Regions from separate parts of the Zea mays genome. Here region 2 is linked to region 1. A link is a contact called in public Hi-C data. All regions are on one chromosome and are shown on one strand. The core of a region is the stretch at or near the end of the contact, and the rest is flanking DNA. Distances in the headings are between cores, read along the strand shown. Region 1 holds the start of LOC103634898 (protein ALWAYS EARLY 2). Region 2 holds the start of LOC100381885.

Evidence for each region. A called contact is a pair of places that touch in the nucleus more often than the background predicts.
Region 2: a Hi-C map of tassel shows a contact between it and region 1, with 4 times the contacts expected there. The contact joins the promoter of LOC100381885 here to the promoter of LOC103634898 in region 1. A contact is called at or near these places in 4 of 25 Hi-C or Micro-C datasets (ear, leaf and tassel).

The regions. Positions count from the first base shown.
Region 1 is chr8:20,699,036-20,705,950 of Zm-B73-REFERENCE-NAM-5.0, forward strand. LOC103634898 (protein ALWAYS EARLY 2) reads right to left here and starts at 5,572. Exons shown (of 16, transcript XM_008657475.4): 1 at 5,279-5,572; 2 at 4,678-4,820; 3 at 4,420-4,515; 4 at 4,256-4,318; 5 at 4,021-4,098; 6 at 3,116-3,281; 7 at 2,513-2,947; 8 at 1,890-1,973; 9 at 1,641-1,786; 10 at 533-799; 11 at 263-444; 12 at 1-158. The coding sequence starts at 4,785.
Region 2 is chr8:20,828,963-20,835,994 of Zm-B73-REFERENCE-NAM-5.0, forward strand. LOC100381885 reads right to left here and starts at 4,089. Exons shown (of 3, transcript NM_001174667.1): 1 at 4,032-4,089; 2 at 3,005-3,882; 3 at 2,408-2,918. The coding sequence starts at 3,873. The coding sequence ends at 2,624.

The DNA.
Region 1 (6,915 bases), core at 4,322-6,821:
CAATTGAAAATGGTCTAGCTAGGTCTGCAGGTAGAAAATCCCTTGAACCATCACTGAGTTGAGCATAGATTTTTCTAACTTTCTCCCGATAATCCTCAAGATTTTCTTTTTCCACGGCCAGAAAATAATTTGAAAATCGACGTGGAATACCAAGGGAGCTGCAGGAAAAACTTGTTCAGTATATATAGCATAAACAAACAGAATGCTAACAGAATTGACAATGAAACAAAGACTACATCCTCCAAGGTTTGCTGGATTATACCTTCGAATTGTACCCCATTCTGGTATAGTCAACCTTGAAAGATGACTCAATTTTGCATGATCTAAGTAGTGCACAAACTCATTACTTGAAAACCATGGATAATCAACTGCGCTGTAGAACCACTCATATGTGCACCATCTACGAAGTGGTTCGGATGACAAACAGTGCAGCAATTTTTTTGCCTGAACATAGTCAACAGTTAGGATAGACTACCCGTAAATTATTTCAACTTGCAATATTGAATTATTGATAATAGGTGGTATAGACTACCTGTAAATTATCTGAACCTTCATTGCATGACATATGCTTTGTTTTGCAATGCATTTGAGATTTCCGTCTGGTCCTTCCAGACATTCTCACTTCAGGCTTGGTTTCTGTTTGTGCACTGGGAACTTCAGCAGGAATATCTTCAGATGCTTCCGGTATCCCCACTCTTCCAGAGTCAGTACACAAGGAAGAATCATCAGTGATAACAACCCTCAGTGTTTCCGGCAGGGCTAAACTATTACCACAAACGTTTTGTGCTACAGCAGGCACCTGTGACACAAAAAGAATGAGTGGGAGTGTGTGTGTGTGTGTGAGAGAGAGAGAGAGAGAATCATAAGACTATCTGAAGAGATTAGCATTTAGCACAGGAGAACATATCAATGTTGATCGATATTTAAGATGATTTCAAATGATAAACATTTGTAAACAGTGGACACCAGACACCACCAGCTAGGGATATATTGATCAAAATGAATACCCTTAAACATTATTCCCAGAACATTATAAACATTATTCCCAGAACATTATAAATTCAATGGGATGCAAGTGGCATTGAGTTCAAAAATGGAAGATAACAATTAATGAATTGAAGAAATGAACCAACTATGAGAGTAAATTCCGACAGCATCAGATACACTAAAGCAATCTCACGAGTTCATTAATCTCATCTTGGTTCCACCAAAACAAACAAAATCATAACACTAACAAGGAAACAGTTGACTCAAAGTAGAAAATGAACATAGATGAGCCAATCAAAATTTATTTCCTAGATTGACCAGAAAGAGAACATAAATTTATATGGGAGTACTCCTCCGTCCCAAAAGGATGCAATTCTAGAGTAGTGCTCAGCCAAAATATCTTAAGTTTGACTACATTTATATAAAATGTTTCTAATGCTTATAATACCAAAGAAGAAGAAGTATCAATAGAATTTGTAATGAATATATTTTTATAATATACCTATATGGAGTCTTAAATGTTAGTGCCGTTTTCCATAGCTCCGTCAAACTTTAGTTAGTTTGACTGACCAACCTAGAATTGCATCATTTTTGCGACAGAGGTAATACATAAAACAAAGGTTCAGTTTATTATTTATGTTTAAAAAACTAACCTCTGCGTCTAATATCTTATATTTTTTCTTCCTAGTCTTGGAAGCACTGGATTTACCAACTGGCTTCCCTTGTTTAGATAAATCAATGGTAGGGTGGCCTTCCTCCCTTCTCTGAGATAGCGTAGAGTCAGTTTTTCCAACCGAACCTGGATCAGTACATGAGAAGAGATACATAAGAAATTATCAACATGGCTAACATATGATGTGGAAAAAAAATGAACTACGAGCAAAGCATTGACAAAAGCTGACCTGAAGGAATATTAATCTCTAGTTTTGGCATTTTAGAGGGTGCATTCATCAGGCTACACAATACATCCAAGACCAACATATCATCTGCAACCATAACAGAACACAAGCAGTCAAATATTTTCATCTAAAACAGTAGTAACTAGTAAAACATTACAATGCTTATTAACCTTAGCAGTACCAAGAATTACTAACAAGGATGCCTTTCAACAATAATATGAGTGAAATCCTATGACAAGGAATATGCACCAAACAGCAATTATGTGGTTGAGGAAGTAAACATAATGAATGCTCAATCACATATTGTACATGGGGTCAGGGGTTTTCTCTGGTTGCATTTTTGTAAAACTAGTTCATCTGTGTGCTAGATCTGTATTTTATTTTTCCAAAGTAGTGGGCTGGAGGCTAACGGGTTGATGGGGTGTGTGCTCAGGCCCAACCTTTCAAAACATGGTCTGGAAATCTAGTATGTACAATGGAAATCTAGTGCACGAGAATGAAGTATTTCATATACAGAAAACAGAATTGGAAGCGAGGCACAAAATGATGTCTGGATAAATAATGAGTATGTTGACATTTTGCCAATAAAAGTGAAAAGAAAAGAATAAACCAATTGCTAAAAGTACCTTCAGAAATATTGTCGATAAATAACTGATTGTTGTTTAATAAATCAACTGGCTTATTCCCTTCTTTAGATGCCATCGTTGTCTCATGATCAACTACACCAGTCTGACCTTCCTCCATAGTTTGCTGAATTCTTGTTTTCTTTGAATGTTGTTGACATGTCGCTACATGCCCAGTTCCTATGGTCTCCAACAAACAATGATCTTGACCAGCCTTGTGTGCTTCAGCGAAGCCAGAAACTCTGTCAGGAGAGTACTTATTTGTTGGGACAATAGCAGAGTCGTTATTGGCTGCTTCATATTTTCTCTTGGTAGAACTGATGACATTTTCAATTCCTGGTGTGGCCTCATCAATGGTACTCCTGTCTGCAGAAACTATAGCTGGTATACGAGGAGTACGCCTCCGAACAGCATGATTTCGGATGTACCTGACCAATTCTGAAGAAACTAAAAAAATGTAAATTCTTAGGCGACAAATTATCCAATAAAATGGTACTTCTCAAACTTTCTGTTAACAGTTTCCTCCTTAGTTGGCAATCCTTATGAGAAAGACTGAAATGTTATTAAGGGAAACAGAAGATGACATGTTTTTGTTATAATACTCACCGCCATAGTATCGACTCTGGAATAAATCTGAAAATCCAGAAATTTTCGCTTCTTGACAGTTGGGCAGGTCAGGTCCATCAATTGATTTCGGTTTTTCACCATGTTTCCTTGCCTTTCCAGATGCTCTGACTACGTGATCATATCCTCTATGAGTCGTGGTTTTCTCCTGACATTTCAAGCATCACAAGTCAGTCAACGAAAAAATGTCAATTTAATTCAGATAAAACCATGTTTTGTAGGTATGCTGGTAAAAAATAAGAAACTAGGTTAAAACTGTGTCAAGTTCTATAACTTTTACAATTCACTTGTTTTGTCTTGTCTATCCCACATTGCATTTCCATCTCATCATGTTTTATGATTCACCCGTTTGTATGAATTGTGCTTCTAAGCCTAAGAAGTGCCAAGTATGGCAAAATGACCCAAGTGGCTCTAGGTTGGACGTCTTTTGATGTTAGAAACACCATCACCACTATGAGTTGGTGACATTTGACTGATGATTACTCTAATGTTATATAGATAGTGTTATGAAAAATGGTGCACCATTGCATTGCATTTATATTTGAAAGTAATTTACAATGGTCATGATTTTATTGTTGTGAAAAATATTTCATAACAAGAGAATGGTAAAAAAAAGTTAGCTTTGGAGACTGCGCCAAGCCAAATCATACATTAAATTATTAAAGAAAGGGGCTATATAGCTATTCTTATTTAATGAAATTATCATAGCATATTTTGTAACAATAATGATCAGGTGTGCTGATCTTCATTATAACAAGCTTAGCATGTTAGCTTCATATGGGACAAATGTTCACTTGATCAAATAAAAAATGAAAGAAAATGAGATTTGAGAGTCGTTCTACATATAAAAAACAGTAATTCGAACAAGTAACGGATGAAAAGCTAACCGAAGCATTGTGATGACCAGTCACCAGCGCAATAAATCCCATGGCAGTGGCTTGATGTTCTGGAAGAGATAAGAAAGTCTACCAAAAGGAATGAAACATGTCAATCAACAAGGATCATAGAGTGCAACATGGCATTCAAGCTGAACTGTAGCTTAGATGTGTTTATTTGGCACGAAGATATGCATTAAAACATGAACATCCAAATAAGTACTATTTCTGCGAAATTCAGACTCACCCGATGTAAAGTGAAAAGAGACTGCACCATGTCCGATGACTTAGTGCCTATCGCTATGCTGATCTGCATAACCAAATTCGCCGATCAAAATTCACACAGCCATGACACCTCGAATGATATTTACAGATGATGGAGCAGATCAAAGGGAAACAGACAGTTCGAACCTTTCTCCAGTCCATCCCATATTGACGGTAGGCTTCATAAAAATTTGTAAGTTCATCCTTGCTCCATTTGGGATCAAAGTCTGAGAGTTTCCTCCTCTGCAAAATCAAATTATTTTGATGAATGAGAGAACTGAATACTACATCAGTGCAGAATAGAATGCTAGTTTAGATGATATGATGTCACGATCACTGGTCGCTATCTACAGCCCATCTATCATAAATCTCTGTACAGCTTCCAAGAGAAATAATTATACGTACTTTCTGTTTAGCTTTGCTTGAACTAGATGGATCATCATGCTGCTGTTGATATTCAGATCCTTTTACTATGATCTTGTTAATAGTTCGAGAACCCTTTGATGGGCCCATCAAAACTGTCCTTGCCTTCGGCTCAACAAATATTGCTGCGAGCAACAAACAAAGTGCGTGAAAAGCAGTGCTAAACCCGCTGCTGGAGGGACGAGCGTCGCGGCGGCTTCGGGGTTCGGCGGGAGAAGGAGGAGATCGAAACGGGCACACGGTGCTGGCGCGTGGGCAAGGCCGACTCCGGAGGAGCGCTTCGCTTGTAGCTGCGAGCCTGCGATCCAGGCCAATGTGGCCTCGCGAGCAGCGAAGATGCTTCTGCCGCCAGCACCCAGCAGCCGCGCTTGACTCGATTACTCGCAGCCACAGCACCGAGGGCTCCGACGAACCCGGCCTCCCTCCCTCCCCCGTCACAGAAACAACGCAAAACCCGCAAATTCCGCACCCCGCAAAACCACGCAGAAAACCACGAGCACAAATCGACCTCACACCCGAACCACACCGGCGGAGACCCCTCACATCGAGGAATCCCAGAGCTAAGACCCGCACAGGAGCTCACCTGGATCGGATCTAGACGAAACAGCGCGCGCGAGGGCGCCTTTCGAACGCCCGAGCCGCGCTCCCAGACGGCGCCGGCGCCGCCGCGGAGGCGCAACCACGCGGGCAGAGGCTTGGGTATCGGCGGCGAGAAGGTGCTGCTCTGGGGCCGGTCGCGGCGGCGTGGATGGATCGGAGCGAAGATGGGGCGGCGAGTGGGGGTGGGGTGGCCGGTTTGCGTTTCTGCTGCGCTGCGGCCGCGGCTTGGCGGGCGGGGGGGATACATACAAGTAGAGAGAAAAGGGAAGGGGAAGACCGGAAGAGGGGGGGACGTGTGGGAGCTTGGGCCGGTGGGTGGGGCGCTTACAGGTGGGGCACACGCGAATTCCCGCGTTTGAAAATTAGGGTCGGGCGAAGTGCAAGCTGGGGAGACGGGCGCGGCGCAGCGTGGGCCTTGGACTGTCGCGTGGGTCTTGGGCCGGTGGGTGGGTCTGTGGCGGTCGAGAAAGCACGCGTGGCGCGTGGCTAGCTGCCTTTGAACTGTTCGTTTCTAGTAGCAGAAGCAAACAATAGCCTTCGTGAAATTTTAGGATAAAATTATTTTCATTAAACTCACTGTAACATAAGCCTCGGATGAATTTATTTGATAATATGAATGTTAACATGTTTTTATGAGATTTTACAGAGTCTAAAGCATGCTATATTTTGCTTTCTCTGTTCCAGTATATAAGTTGTGACCACCTCTAGTTTAAAGACTAAAATATGTACTTAATTGTCTCTATAGCACTGCATCGATGCGTGTATATTTATATTATAGAATAAGAACAAAAAAGTGGTTACGTCTTATATCGCGGGGACTGAAGGAGTAGTAATTTAGAATAGAGACACACTCTAGGTCCCTCGCTAATGGTGATTTAAACAAAATACTGTAAAAGACCCGTAAGTTACTCACTCCATTAAAAAAACAGGGCGTTTCCCAAGCGGAATTGCTAGATCCGTGATTTATTACCGCGCGCATGTATGATATGGAAGGCAATCGGCTGGCCTTTGTTGCATGGCTGAAAATATTGTATGTGAATATTTTGGAGCGCTATGGAACATTTTGTTACCGCCCACTTTGCAATCCTACCCGAGGCCTCTCGGCACTGGATGATCTCCCCCAGGGGGAAGGATGACACCACAGTTACCGGATGAGACTTGAAGTAGTGTCGCAGCTTCCGCCGCGTCAGGATCACCGCGTACAGTAGCTTCTGAACTTGTGGGTAGTGGATCTTGGTTTCGGACAGTACCTCGCTGACGAAGTAGACTAGCCTTTGAACGGGCAACGCATGCCCCTCTTCTTGCCTCTCAACCACAATCGCGGCGCTAACCACCTGAGTGGTCGCGGCGACGTAGACCAGGAGGGCTTCTCCGGCAGCTGGGGGCACCAAGATAGGCGCCTTTGTGAGGAGCGCCTTCAGGTTCCCGAGGGCTTCCTCGACCTCAGGGGTCCAAGTGAAGCACTCGGCCTTCCTTAAGAGGCGGTACAGAGGTAGACCTCTTTCGCCGAGGCGTGAGATGAAGCGGCTCAGAGCCGCGAGGCATCCCATGACCCTCTGTACGCCTTTCAAGTCCTTGATGGGCCCCATGCTGGTGATAGCTGCGATCTTCTCCGGGTTG
Region 2 (7,032 bases), core at 2,839-5,338, 130 kb after region 1:
TTTTTCAAAATTAGATCTTCATTTCTCCTTTTAGATTTCAAATTCAAATTTGAACGTCAGTTATGGGTTTGTACTTATATCAAATGTGCCAAGTTACATATGGGGATGAATAGAATATATTTATGTATATGTTTTCCCCATGTTTCATGTGGTATTTCTTTTCTATTCTAAATTTCTAGAATTCCCTTTAGATTCTAAACTCCCTTTTGGACTTTAATATATTTACTGTCATATTATTATTTTTTATATTGTCACAAGATGCACAAAATAAAATACCAGCATGATGCATAAGTTGTTTGAGTGCCTTTTATTACTTATTCTTTTGTATAAGTGAGGTGTCCACATGAAATGATAGATAGAAATGTCACACTCATGCATACAAAACGGATATAATTTTTTCCTTTTCGATTCTCTTACAAAGTGGGTGTTACAAGATGGGCCAACATGAGTAGGACGTTGCAGTTAGATTGAAAGGCGAGAAACCATCTGTTGCTAAACCGAAGCGGACATTCCGCACTTCATCAGCAAAGCTGGAATCAAAAGCATCTAGTGCCTTCCATGCATCTGTATCAGCTAGGTGCACCATGACATTTGGATTCTCACGTACCCCTTCTTTGTGCCACCTCATCTGTCTGGCTGTATTCTTGGAGATGAACAAACGCTTCAACCGAGGTATAAGAGGCATGTAACGAAGCTGCTTATGTGCAATCTTCGTCGTCACGGTCAAACCATCGTCGTTTTTAACCTCAACGAATCTACGCTCACCACATACAGTATACTTCTTCTCACTCGCGGTCTCCTTCCAAAAAAGCATACAGTTATTGTCACAGACATCGATTTTTTTGTAGTCCATACCGAGCCCAGAGAGCAACTTTTTGGTCTGATACATGTCCTTTGGCATCTTGTGATTCTCCGGAAGTACATCACTGATCAAGTTCAAAAGCTCCTTGTAGCAGTTGTTTGAGAATGCAAACTTAGACTTAATAGCCATAAGTCGAGTCATAAATACAAGGACGATCACTTTCGTGTGCTCATGCAACGACTCTTCGGCAGCTTTAAGGAGCTCGAAGAACTTCTGAACCTCAGGTGTAGCTGGATCCTCATAATCGGTGGGTTGACCGGGGTTCTCCGAATTGACGGTTAGAATCTCATGGCGTACATCGTCAAGCATCTCTTCCATCTTATCTTAGTCCCCCTCTTCATGTGACTGAAATTCCGATACAATACGAGGAGGTGGGTCCTCACCGTGGTGCACCCACACCTCTTAGACTGACATATAACCGTTTTTGCAAATATCTACGGACATAGTCCTTTTGTCAAGGAAATAAACGTTCCGACACTTGCTACAAGGGCACCTAACATCGGTTCCAGTCTCTGACCGAGCAAAAGCACGGTCGAGAAAAGCGTCAGTCTTGGCAACCCACTCACTTGATAGAGCACCTCTTTTCTTCCAACCTTCATACATCCATCGACGATCCTCCTCCATACTAGATACGAGACATTCACTTAATTAGTTATGATTACTAATGAACCACACTAATATAATATCACTACAGAAAAATCATTAGTGGCTTGGGCGGCGGTGCCGGACGGCGGCAGCGGCTATGCATACGCGAGCGAGCGAGAGAGAAGACAGAATGAACCGACGCGGGCGCGGGCCGTCGGTTAAATTCGCTTATGTCCGACGGCCACCTAGGAGACCGTCGGACATAAGCTTATGTCCGATGGCCTGTCTGCCAGCCCTCGGATGTCCCGCATTATGTCCGACGGCCGCCAGTAGCCGTCAGATATAAGCTTATGTCCGACGGTTTCCTAGGCGGCCGTCGGACATAAGCGAGCCGTCGGATTTGTACTGTTTTACTGTAGTGCTTGGAACATGACACCTGGTTGGCTGCGTAGATTGACTGTTCTTTTGCTATGCTATTAGATAGTCTAATGTTTTGTCATCCTTTTCATGTAGCTTCTGATTGTTTGTGCTGATGATGCCTGTATATAATACCCCCTCTCTCTAGCTTGTTTAGTAGTGTAATACGCACTTTGAAGAAACGGGGGGAATTCAGGATTTGCTGTTTGATGCATCATTGTCATGTACTCATGTTCTTGGTGAAGAAGCCATCCATTATACTCTGTTTAACTCCAGATGTCTTGCTGATTAATCTTGCCTGCGATGATCTGATTCCACGCAGGTCAAAATCTCGTCAAGTTGGGCCTTAAAAGTGCATGGCTTTGTTTGCTGACATATACTGTTTCTCCACCATTGGTTTACATAGTTTACTTGTTGAAAATTATACCTGCATCGTGTTGTTACCTCCTAGTTGTAACAGTGTGCTTTGCTCGAGTACACATAGAATACCAAGGAGATTAATCAACCATTAAGATTCATGTGAGGTTAGCATTATACCAAGCTAGCAAAACCATGCGTTTGAACTTGCATTCCTTCTCGAGATTGTACACTGTACAGTATGCTCTTTGTCAGCTGACGTGCACATGCCAACGCCAAACCCTGTCTGCCGAATAATCCTCCGAAAACACAAGCAGGAGGTGCGCGCGACGCGGATCTCGTTCTCGTGAGACCAAATGAAGTTCCGGGCAACAAGTGATCTCCCGCCAACTGCTGGATCTCTCATGTGCACCAGCCGCACCGGCAGAAGCTGGGGCAGGAGCAGATGCAGCAGCCGCATCGCCACCACGGGCACCGGCAGCACCAGGAGTAATCGAACCAGCAGCAGCCGCAGCAGCAGCACCCGGCGTCGCCCCTCCGCCGCTCCTCCTCCGTCGTCATCTCCATGAAGGCCGACACGGGGGGCTCCAGCTGCGGCTGCTCTTCCTGCGGCGGCGGCTGCTGGCCCTCCTTCTCCAGCGGCTGGTACAGCGCGCTGCTGACGAGGTCTTTCTTCCTCGGCGACGTCTCCGCCAGTCTGCACGCAGGTGGTTGATTGCTTTGCACGGTCATTGTTGACAGGACGAGACCAACAGCGGGCGGGCATCACCGTACGTAACCTACATTGGGAACGCGAAGGAGAAGTTGCTGGAGCTGCTTCCGGAGCCGCTCTCGTGCCGCCGGAACGCGGCGGCGGCGGCGGCGGCTCTCGTGGCGTCGTTGCCCGGCGCCGCGAACTCCTTGGGCTCGGCCGCGTCCACCGGCTCCGCGCCCTCCGCCAGGGACGGAAGCTTGGAGTCCGCCTCCGCCATGGCCTCGTCGTAGAAGAAGTCGAAGTGCGACCTGCTGCTGCCGGGGTACAGGTCGCCGGCGCCATGGATGCTGAAGAGCGACTCGTTGGACGCCATGCTCCACTCGGCTTGCGACACCGACGTCCTGTGCTGGAACACGGACGCCGGGATCCTCCCGGGGTCGAACCCGCCGGACCCCGCCCCCGCCGCTCCGAGGTTGGCCGGCCAGACCGGCGCCTCCGCCAGCGAGGCCCCGCCGTCCGACGACGCGAACGAGTCGTCGACGGCCGGAGGCGGTGGCTCCGGCCACGTCGCCCAGTCGTCCGGCTTGGCCTCCGCGCTGTGCACGGCGGGACCGGCCTGCTGTACGTCCTTCGTCACCGCGCAGTCAGCCGGCTCGCCGTGCACGTGGGCGGCTCCGGCTCGTTCCTCCTCCGGCGTCGCCGATCGGACCGTTTTGGCCTCCGCTCCGTGTCCGTGCTCGGGCAGCACCGCCGCCAACGGGTTGACGAGCTCGACGTCGACGACGTCGATGTGGCACGGGATATCATCAGCCGACGACGCGGACGACGACGAGGAGGAGGACGAGCTGGAGGTCGACTTCCTGCCCGGATCGAGTTCGGTGGCCTCCTCCTCTGGCTCGTCCGGCGCTCCCATCGGAGAGAAGGGCGACGACGTCGGCGACCCGGGCTGGGGCTCCATGAACACGTCCTGCAGCAGCCATGGCAGGCATGTTTCAGATAATCAATCATCCGTATGCGTTAATCAATCTCCTGAAGTTTTAAACCGCCGTCGTCGTCATCAGTTAGGGGAAAGAAACAAATCGAAGGATCATCAGCGAGCGGTAATCCTTTGCTCGCCTGAAGAACAGGAGGGGACGGGGCTGCCGGCGCCTTGCGACGACCGAGGGACCGGGGCTGCGCGCAGCCGCTGCAGCTAAGGACGGCACCGCCGTTTTGGCGGTCGGTGCCACCCGTGGGTGTGAGGTCACGCTAGCTATTTTTAGTTAACTCGCGTCGTGTCGGTGTCGCAGCGAATCATTACGGCGCGACGAGGCCGGGGAAGCCACGAAACGGAAACCATCCTTCTCATCCTGGCCGGCTGGCCCGGGCCAAGTCCAGGGTCGCCGCCGCCCGCGTCCAGGTTGGTTGATGGCACGGGTGAAGGTGTAGCCGTAGAGTGCTTCCGTGTTTGCCACCGACCGGGGGAGGACTGCCAGCGCCGGCGCCACCTTGGGCCATTTCGGGCTTTGGGCTCGAGACTTGGGCCTTTTGGGGCTGGAAACGAACAACCCTACATAGTGGTCCAGGCTGGCTTTCCGCACCCAGAACTCTCTTGGTTTAACCGCGCCTATGTGTTTTCAGGGGAAAAAAGATTGGGACATTAATTTCTTGATGAATTATCTTGTATAACTGGCCTGACTATAAATTTTATTCTTTTAATTAAAGAATCAGCGAGTCCATTTTGTGTATAGACATATGGTACATAATGCTCTACTTTTATGCCCAGGTCAAGATAATAGTCATTAAATGCCTTTTGAGGTAAACTCTCCAGCATTATCCATCATGATTGACTGTATACGGCTCTCCGGTAAGTTCGCACACAAATGGATAATCTAGGCAATAATTTTCTCAAATACGTGGTTTCGCGTGGACAACAAGCACACGTGGCTCCACCTAGTAGAAACATCTATAAGGACTATAAAATATCTGAAGGGCCCCAACAGGGAGTTGAACCACATATGTAACCCTGAAGTCTCTACAGGAAACTCAGGGACTCAGTCTTTACTTTCAGGTAAGAGGGCTTAGTTATCAATTTTCCTTTAGCACAAGAAACACATAGAAAATCTTTAGGAATTTTGTGTGGCTTTCATGTCATGGTCAGAAGAGCTAGTTATGATGTTTCGCATCATCCTTAATCTAGGGTGTCCTAATTTTTCATGTCATATTCGAAAAGACTCATGATTTTTAAATATAGTAAACATCTCAACAAATTTAGGGGTGGTTTAATTCTAGAGTAATACAACCCAGAGGAGGTGCCTTGTGCTCTTTTTACCACTTTTGTCTCACATTCATACGGTGTTGTGATATGGAGGTATTCAACACCACCTTCACACGCAGTTGTAACATGATAGCTGCTACAATGGATATCTTTGAACGTGAGGAGAGTACAAGTTGCTCCCGGATATAGGAACGCTTCTTCAATGAAGATCCTAGTATCGTTAGGGAGGACAACAATTGCTCGACCGGAGCCTACAATGCGACCATTATTGCCAGCAATTGCAGTGATATTCTCATTCCTCTTCATGAGTGTCTGAAAATATTTCGTCTCTCTTAGCATTGAATTTGTGTCAGCGCTATCGATCAGGCATGGTTCATCATTTTCCTCCATCGTGGGAAGTGAAGGTCTTATTCTATATAAACATAATATCGATAACATGTAACAAAATAAAAAATAATTAAACCATATGTGAGAAATAAATAAAAATGCAAAGCAGTTGATCTTAATCAACCAAATAACGCGTGCTCAACAGGGGCATTTATTACATCATAACCAAATAAATGTTCTTCCAAAAAATAGTCACCAAGAAAATAAACGTGGAGCTAATGACTGATAACGTGACAATCTACATGAGAACATCATTATCGAAGTCGAAGTCTTCTTTGCCTAACGAGGCATCAACATTCATGGCAGCATGCTCAGACTGTGCAGCAGGCTGAGACAACTCGATGTGCTCCCCAGTCGTGGCATCTACAAGCGCCTGGATAAAATGAGCCTATGGGTTATGGTGTTTCTTCCATTCTTGATATATTTCAATTAGGTGTTTCTCAATGTTGCATGTACGAGACCAGTGCTGCTGGGACCCGCACCTGAAACAACTTTCGTCAGCATGATTTGAGGCACTTGCATTGCCGTTCTGGGGGTTGCTTTTGCCTCTTCCACGACCATTACCACTGCTACCTGAAAGGGAAATAGGGTTTAACCTTTTCCTATAAATGATTTTGGTGGTTGAATGCCTAACACAAATATTGGACTAACTAGTTTGCTCTAGATTATATATTCTACAAGTGCTAAAGGTTCAACACAGACCAATAAAAAATCAAAGTTAGGGTTCAAAAGAAAGGAGCAAAAGAAACTGAAGAGAACTCTGGTCTGGCGCACTGGACAGTGTCCGGTGCCCAGGGCCGTACGACTTCAAACTTGCCACCTTCGAGTTTCTGGAGAGCCGCTCCGCTATAATTCATCGGACTGTCCGGTGTGCCACCAGACTGTCCGGTGCACCAGCGGAGCAACGACTCCAGCGCAACGGTCGACTGCAATGGACACCTGCAAAAATGCTACAGTGCGCGGATAGTTCGCACAGAGTTAGAGCAGCCGCCAGAAGGCGCACCGGACAGTGAACAGTGCCTGTTCGGTGCCCCAAGAAGTCAAAGCTCCAACGGTCAAAACTGTCAGAACCCTAACGGTTGGGTGACGTGGCTGGCACACCGGACAGTGTCCGGTGTGCCCATCGACAACAGCCTTCCCCAATGGTTGAATTGGTGGTTGGGGCTATAAATACCCCCAACCACCTCCACTCCAACCATCCAAGCATTCACTACTCCTCATTCAATACAAGATCAAAATACAACACTCCAAGACACAAATCAAAGCCTCCGATCCAATCAAAGTCCACAATTCAACTCTAGTATTTTAGGACTTGTGAGAAGATCATCTTGTGTTCTTTGTTGCTCTTGTTGCTTGGTTGACTTTCTTCTTTCTCTCATTCTTACTCTCAAAGCCTTGTAAGCAAAGCAAGAGACACCAATTGTGTGGTGGTCCTTGCAAGGTCTAAGTGACCCGGGAAATCAAGGAAGAAAG